Linked DNA regions of Anas platyrhynchos: region 1 is linked to region 2. Evidence: chromatin contacts called from public Hi-C data. All regions are on one chromosome and are shown on one strand. The core of a region is the stretch at or near the end of the contact, and the rest is flanking DNA. Distances in the headings are between cores, read along the strand shown.

Region 1 (3,932 bases), core at 1,019-3,518, 78 kb after region 2:
CGTGGTGATCAAATATAGAGTTACAGCTGAGAGGAAGCTCCAGACAGTTCTGGACTAGGAGTACCTTTGAGAAAGGCTTTAAAACAAGATTTGGGGAAGAGGTTTCAGCAAGGATGGTTTAGAAACCAAGTAGTTAGAGCAGGTGGTTGCAAAACTGTCTACTGACGGTAGTCGGTCAGTCACTCACCTTCCGAAGGTTGTACCTCCTGTGCTGAATGTCATCCAGAAGTCGTTCATAGGGGGAGCAGGCACGCTCTTTGAGCGGGGCAGGGCACTGCAGTCGCTCGGTGGCCTTGCGCAGCCTCACCCCAGCCTGCAGCTCGCAGATGATGCTGGGCCACAGGGGTGCCTAGGAGAAGCCAGCAAGGGACAAGTCACCAGCGGGCAGAAACACACAGAGCAGCATCCTCACCCTCCCTGTCACAGGGCACACTTAGCAGCTTAGGTCTTGCAGAAACACAAATGTGTCCTTAACGCCCCCTTCAACCCACTTGTGGGGCACAGTACCAAGATGTAGAATTGCTTCTCTCTACAGAATCACTTTAAAATAAATGAGTTGGTTCCCCAGTTCATTCCTGAATGTCGTCATCAACTTTATGAATATACTTCAGCAAAACAGCTTCTCTTACTAGGTACCTAGGCCCATTTTCTTGAATAAGTGCTTCTTGGAAGTACTGCAGGTGCTAGACGATTTTGTTATTGGTTTTTTTTTTTCATCCTTCTCCATTTTATTACCTCCTAGGAAATGCTGAGAATGAAATCCCAAACCTTACCATTAAAATCCTCTGAATTTTCAGAAGCCAAGGATTGAAGGACCCACAGACCAAAGAGGAAGACAAAGGGAAAAAGATCTCCCACTTCCACCTTTGCAGCAGCTTATGCTAGCTTTTTCAGCCTGGAGACACAATCTGATAACACTGACATCTGCTCATCCTCTTCCTGTATTAATACCTGTTTCCACAGGATGCTCAGGCACGCAGGATAACCCAACAAAAGTTAAGACAGGAAAAAAAACATAATCCACTCAATAGCCTGTTTAGACAACATTGTAATGGAAGTGCTAAGTCAACAGCTTATCTGGATCCCAAAGGCAAATTGAGTAAGAACGAGTGATTGTATTATAAACAGTGAAAAGGAAGTAAAACATTTTTAAAACTGCCTCAGAACAAAGCTTCTGACTTGAATTCCTCTCCCTCTTTCACTTACAGGGTGAAGCACCTTCTCTTAACTTATCCTTTCAGGTATCTTGGTATAATATCAGAAAAGTCTTATGCAAGCTCTGACTGATGGGCTGCCTTCAAGGAGAAGGATGCTCAGTTGGATTGTTTTAGCCAGGCTTTGGAACAGTTGGATCTCAACTCCAGACCAGCAGGACACTCAGACAGTAGCCACACGCTAGCCATATCTCCTGGATTAACATAATTCTTGTTTGGGAGAACACAAAAAAAAAATAAAAATCAAAGTCCTACTGAAAAAAGAGCTGGGCAAACTGATCAGCATTGCTTCCTGTACAACACCAAACACATTTCATTCTTTTCATTCATGGGAAGACAGCTGTTCATAAGAGGTCTCGGTGCTTAGATTTCAAGGTGAAGAGTGTCCTCTGGCACACACGGTCAGCTCTGCTGAGATGGTACAGCCCTGCATGACACCAGCTTGTGGCCTGTGTTTCAGAAGCCCTTTTTTCAGAGCAGCCAGGATGGAAAAGCCTGGTCCACAGACAGCGTTAACTGCGTGGCACCGCTCAAGGCATCAGCTCCAATCTGCGGGCTCCCAGCAAAGCTGGCACCCTGGTTATTTTAAACTCAAGAGTGTGTCGGAACGATGCAATCGAGTGGTGCACAGGGAGTTGGAAACCAGAGGCAGAGGATTTGCAACAGACATCCTGCTTTTGGAATTTATGTCTCCTGAAGGAGCAGAGGCCAAATACACTGGCCTTCAGGCCACACGGCAAAGCCCATGTATTTATTCATGTATTCCCTGCAGAAAAGAGCATCAACTGCTGTTGATGAGTTTGTGGTTTGAGATAGCTTGCCAGTTTATTTTAATAGATCACAAAATTGAGAATATGCCCGAACACACATTTCACAAACATTTTCATACGAATAGTTTGAGCACGCTTCAAAGCGAGTGCTATTTAGACAAAGGGAGCGAGTCCACAAGTCTCTCGGGGCTTGCCGTTTGTCTCCACAGACTCCAGACTACACTGCATTTGTTTATGCCGGGCAGAGCTCCAGCCAGAAGAGCTATTTGTTTCTGATTGAGCCCTAGCTATGGAGGGCCTTGAAAAGAACAGAGGGAGTTGCTTTCTCTGCCCCAAACGCACAGTCCAAGATCTACAGAAGGACGGAATGGAAGGACAGGAAAGATAACGAGCAGGAGATAGGAGCTACATCTCCAGTCTCCCCCTCCTTTCTGCCTTTTTTGAGCTGCTGAAGCTCAAAAGGATGGTCAGAGCTACCAAATACCTTTAGCTTCTCCAGCCCTGAACCAGCACAGACCCCACGCGATAAAATGATCTCATCCACCTTATTCCTGCCACCAAGAGATCAGTTTTCTGGGAGCTGTCAATCCAGCTGCAGAAGGAAGCAGGCTGCTTCTGGCAGGTATCAATTCCTGCCAAGAGATGGAGTTTGGGGCTCATTTTCAGGAAGAAACAGCATGAGAAACTACTTGTGGACACTTATTCCAAAGAGTGCCTCCAATTTCACTTTTAGAAGTGGTTTAAGTTGAACCACAAAGAGGCTCTTTGTGCAGAATAAGTGTCCGCATGAGGTAAGCATATGAAATAATTTAACTTCAAGTTCACTCCCAGCTTGTTTTGCAGACAAGTCTTTAACTACTTAGGCTCTTGAACAACCTAAGAAGTTTTGTTGGTGTTCAAGCTCCCTTCTTTGTTTTATAGAGAGTCATTAGAAAACCTCAGAGAAGCATGGGTGGACAAAAAAAAAAAAAAGCCCAACCTACCATAATGAAGGAATTAAATCCCTTACCCTCTGTTTTTCCTTCTTCTGCAGGGGCGTTTCCAGCAAATCTTCAACATCCATTTTTCTCAGACTCTGAGAAGCGAACAAATGAGGTAATTACGTTGGGCTGTCCAGTGCTTTTTCATCTATCCAGTATGAATTATTAACGTTGAAAAGCTTAGAAGCCCCAAACACCCAGACATTCAAAAGCTACAATAAATCACTACTGTGTTGCAGAGACAGAAGTCATTCACATAATCAAAATAGCCCTTCATCTAGGTACTCCATTTCTAGTGCAACAGGAAGAGTACTTTATAATTAGATCAATTTATGCAGGTAGAAAGGATAGTAGCTAAGGGGTGATCCCAAATATACCTCTTTGGAGGTCTGGATGATGGACACAAGCTTCTGAAGTTCCATAAATTCAGTAAAAAGACTCCTACAGGTCATTTCATAATGGCTCTTAGCCTCAGAAGGCACAGACAAGCGCTCCTCACAGGCCTGAAAGAAGTGGAGCTATTTAATAGAGAGATCTTGAAATGAAAAAACATGGAAGGCTGGAAGAAAGCAAAATTCAATTTCTTGATGTATGGTTAAAAATTATCTTCCTCAGTTCCATTGTATCTTTTCTGTTTGTTCTATTGCAGATGCAGAGGAGCAAAGAAGCAAAATGCCTAACCTCACACGTACAATAACTTAAGTAGCTGTGTGTAATTTATCTATCTTGTTCTCCATAATGTATGCTTTGAAACAAGTGCCTGGAAGGGAAAGCTTCCAACACACACACACACCCCACAACAAAACAGCAGGTGCAGTCACTCCTCATGTTCTTTTTCCCCCTTGCTCCCCTACCCTGATCAGACTGGGGCATAGAAGGTGTCTTGTACCCTTAAATTATGGTTGAGAGGAAGCTCTTAATTTGAGTTGTGACATCTGAGTCCTCTTGCAGAGACCAAATCTTATGGA
Region 2 (3,829 bases), core at 1,043-3,542:
ACATGTCACTGCTCCAAAAAACACAAGAGGAAGCTTGAGGGCAGCAAAATAAAGGGACATTGATGAGCACCCACAGAAAACCCCCCGGCTGGTGCCCAGCACCTAGGTGGGGCACGGGCTCAGCACCCAGCTGTCACACTGCCCTGCATCCCGATGCTTTTTTTTTTGTTGTTTAAGGTAATTTCTGTGCACCCTTCTGCCCCATTTATCATCCCAGTAATGAACACTTCTCCAAACGCTGCCGTGCTCGATGCGGACCCACCACCAGCGCTTGCTGGGCAGCAGCACCCACGTGCCAGCCACCAGCGCTGTGGCATGGTGCCGGTCCCTCGCCAGCTCCCTGCTCTCCATCCTCATCCTTTCACGCTCGTGTCCGTGCCGAGAGGGCCGGCACGTCCCCGGAGCCGGAGGCACCTCCCCGGCCCCTTCACACAATGAGCACCAGCAGCAATTCCAGCTGCAAAGTTTGCTTTCCTTGACACACAGTTTACTTTCTCCATTCCCCCGCATCCCGCCCCTGCCACTTACCCCTCACTCCAAAAAGGCGCTCTCAAACAGGCTTAAGCTTTAAACAAATAAGGGTTTGGAAAGCAGCAGCCTGCTCCTGTTTCCCTCCCCACCGCCCCTGCTCTCTCCCCCCCCCGCCTCCACCTCGGAGCAAGGGCGCAAGCGGCGCTGGCAAGCGCCGCGCAGGCACAGAAAACAAACACGTGGAGCCGAGCCAGCTGTGAAGTTGGATTTGGCGCACGCTGCTCTGCTCGCAGGAGGAATAAAAGCACATGGGAGAAGGGGGAAGAGGAGGAAAGGGCAGAGTGAAAAGAGCTGGGGGTGCCCCAGCACCAAGGGAAGAGTGCGACGCATTAAAAACCCGGGCATGTACGTGAGGGTGCCGCTCTCGTGCTCTGCGTGGATGCAGCTCTTTTACATTTTCTGAGCTATTCGGCACCGTGCTCATCCCCCCCTTCCCTAGCATGTTTTTGCACACGCTTGCCTCCCTGCCATGTATATTTTTGATGCAGCACAAGAAAAACAAATACGCTTTTACCCCCTGGGGCTTGCTCAGCCCGAGGGTTTCCTATCCCTGCTGCAGGGGGTCAGCCCCCGGTGCTGGGATCACTGACCCAACTTCCCCAAAGCCTCAGTGGAGATTACGTGCCTCGAGGGCACGCATTCACCCTAATCCTCATCTCGCCAGCCTTTTTTTTTTTTTTTTTTTTTTTTTCCTTCCCCCCACCCCCCAACTGTCCCTTTCTGAAAGGGCTGCAGACAAAATATTCCTCCTCTTACACCCCAGCTCCCAGGGGATGTCTGCTGGGGCATTATTTGGCTCTCACCGGTACGATCCAGCCGTGGGAACGGCATTTGCAGGCTACCTACGGCCTCATGTCAACGCCGGAGCCGCCCCAGCTTTCCTCCGTCTCTCTCTATCTCTGAGCGACACTAAACAGGAGCCCTTGCACATTGCCTGGTTTGGGGTAGAGTCCAGCGATTCGACGTGGTTTGCCTGTGGTTTCCACCCAAAGCTGTAAGCCAGCCCTGGTTATTTTGGCAGGCCCATGGCTTGGAGGTGGTAAGGAAACCAGCAGCGGCCCAGCCTGGCCACTCGGCCCCCTGCAGGCAGATTTCCAGGGGTCTCATTACCTCCCCTGAAGCACAGTGAGATCTTTCCCCTCCCCAGAACCACCGCGAGCGCCTGTCCCTCAGCATCACTCCAAACCACCGAGCTGACCACAAGACACGGTGCTTTGACATCCCCCCTCCTGCGAGCCACGTTAGGGACGTCTGGCCGCAGCCAGGGAACACAGCTTACCCTGGAGAAATCCCACGATTGCTTTTTTGTTCTCTGATTGGATTTTTGGGGTGCCAAAACGGCTGTGGATCACTGCAAATAAAGCCTTGCTTGAAACCGCGCAGCCCACTCCAATCGCTTTCTTTTGAGGGTTCACATTTTGGAAGACAAAGAGGGACAGCAACTCGGTCACAGAAGTTATGACTCCACATTTCACTTCATCTTTTGGACAAAACACAGCCCTACCTTGTGCCTCAGCTTCCCGGGCTGAGGAAACAGGAATGGCAAACCCCAGGCGGTGCAAGCAGTACGTGCGTCAGACAGCTTGGGATTCTCAGGTGCCAGACAGGTATGCGGTCTTATTATTTATCCTGCTTCCTGGTAGCCCCAGGATTTCTGGATTAGCAAAGTACAGATGTCAGCATCCTAGGGTTACAGCTTCATCAGCTGAACCAAGCAGGGAGGGGCAGGCTGATTACAACAAGGGGAAAGAAAAGAATTTGCACCACACACAAAATATTGCGGTTAAGGGAGACAACATCCAAGAGATTATTGACAACAGAGAACAGGATAATTCAGCGGGCCTCGTCAGACTAAACTTTCCGTAATCACAGACTCCGGGGAAAGTGTTTGTCAAGCAAACACTGCAGCGTTCAAACAACATTGAGCTACAAACATTCAAACAGCCGGCTGCCAAGAACTAAGCAAACAGGGAAGGAAGGAGAAGCAGCCGAGTCAACGTGCCACCATGTGCCAGCGCCCCGTGGTCGGCTGTCGCAGCCCACCCGAGCCCATCGTGGAGCCAGGGGGCTGAGCTACAAGAGGAAGACCACCACTACGGCAGCAGAACGAGAAGCAAGTCACGCCTTCAAAATACTGTCAGAGAGCCAGATAGGTGCGGGCAGAGCAGACTGAGGAGGCAAAGGAAATGTCTTTTAGTCGTGCAGTGGAGCACAGGAGGGAAACTTTGCTTCCCACTCACTCAAAAGCCTGCCCGTCGGTCAGTGCTCCCTATCCATGGTTCCACCCCATCCCGACAGGTGAAACCCAATATCACAGATACTCATTAGCTACAGATCAGGCCCCTCTTGGCAGCCTAGAAAGAAGCACGCAGGACACAAGGCATGTTTCAAGGCCAGCACTGGGCACGTTGCTCCTGGTGACCACTGCGCCCACAGCCTTGCTGCTGTAGCCACCCCGTGGCACATCTGGGACCATCTGAGCTACATGCAAGAGACCAAAAATTCACACGTTGCTGCCACAGCTGTTGGGGAGAGGAAGCTTATGGTCTCCAGACCAAAGTTACTGACACCTTCTTTGGAGATGAAGGTCGTGGCTATGTTCAAGAGGTTTGTGGGGGGATTAGGAAAGTTATTTTCTCCCTATCTGGATGAAAGGGGGTTATGAGAGATTGGAGGGCTAGAGAGACTGCTGGTCCCCATGAAGAAAGATATTTCAGGTTTAGCAGCCACAAACTCTCTGCCTGGGTGTATACTACGGGACGTTTATGCATTTCGTATCATGAGGGTGTTCATGCCATTGGTCCAGGTCTCCACACCATCAAACTGCCCAACACCACAGATTGAGCCCTAGGGTTTTTTAATCAGGAGGGGCATGACCTCCTCTGGAGACCTGACACAAGTGCTGCAAGAAAACATCTTAATGAAAAGATCCTGTGGCTTTAACTTTCCCTTCCCTGTATTCTTACCCTCAGCTACTGGGCAACATCCCTGGGGCAATTAAATCAGCAGCCCACGAACTGTGTGGTATTTGTGGCCCAAGGCAGTTGCCAGTACAGCAGAATGTACCTGTGTAGGCTTCGCACCCTGCCATGCCCTCCGATGCCCCCCTGGCAGGGCTCCTCTGGCCCCAGGCGCTGAAGGACAAGGTGTTTCCAAAGCGTCTTGCACGTCATGAGGCCCCCTGATGGGAACAGCTGAAGCAGAGTTCAGCAGCATCCCAAATCCCACCAGGTGCTTCTGGCAGGGCAGGAAACGGCACAGCGGTCCCGACTCCCCATGGGGAGAAAGCTGATTTTGT

Evidence for each region. Hi-C and Micro-C count contacts between places; a contact is called where the count stands out from the background.
Region 1: a Hi-C map of small yellow follicle shows a contact between it and region 2, with 3 times the contacts expected there. The contact joins two enhancer-like sites. A contact is called at or near these places in 3 of 8 Hi-C or Micro-C datasets (F5 follicle, small yellow follicle and subcutaneous adipose tissue).

The regions. Positions count from the first base shown.
Region 1 is chr1:87,886,618-87,890,549 of IASCAAS_PekinDuck_T2T, forward strand. It overlaps LOC101790950 (protein spire homolog 1), which reads right to left. Exons shown (of 16, transcript XM_027449581.3): 4 at 3,342-3,467; 5 at 2,994-3,059; 6 at 188-349. Among named protein-coding and RNA genes, the nearest start is that of NEPRO, 4.2 kb to the right of the region's middle. Within about 2 kb of position 2,269, at least 4 of the 8 cell types and tissues checked have an H3K27ac peak or open chromatin away from gene starts, as enhancers often do. A contact at or near this core is called in F5 follicle and small yellow follicle, where this site is marked.
Region 2 is chr1:87,808,754-87,812,582 of IASCAAS_PekinDuck_T2T, forward strand. The region is part of intron 2 of BOC (BOC cell adhesion associated, oncogene regulated); the gene reads right to left. Among named protein-coding and RNA genes, the nearest start is that of BOC, 16 kb to the right of the region's middle. Within about 2 kb of position 2,293, at least 5 of the 8 cell types and tissues checked have an H3K27ac peak or open chromatin away from gene starts, as enhancers often do. A contact at or near this core is called in F5 follicle and small yellow follicle, where this site is marked.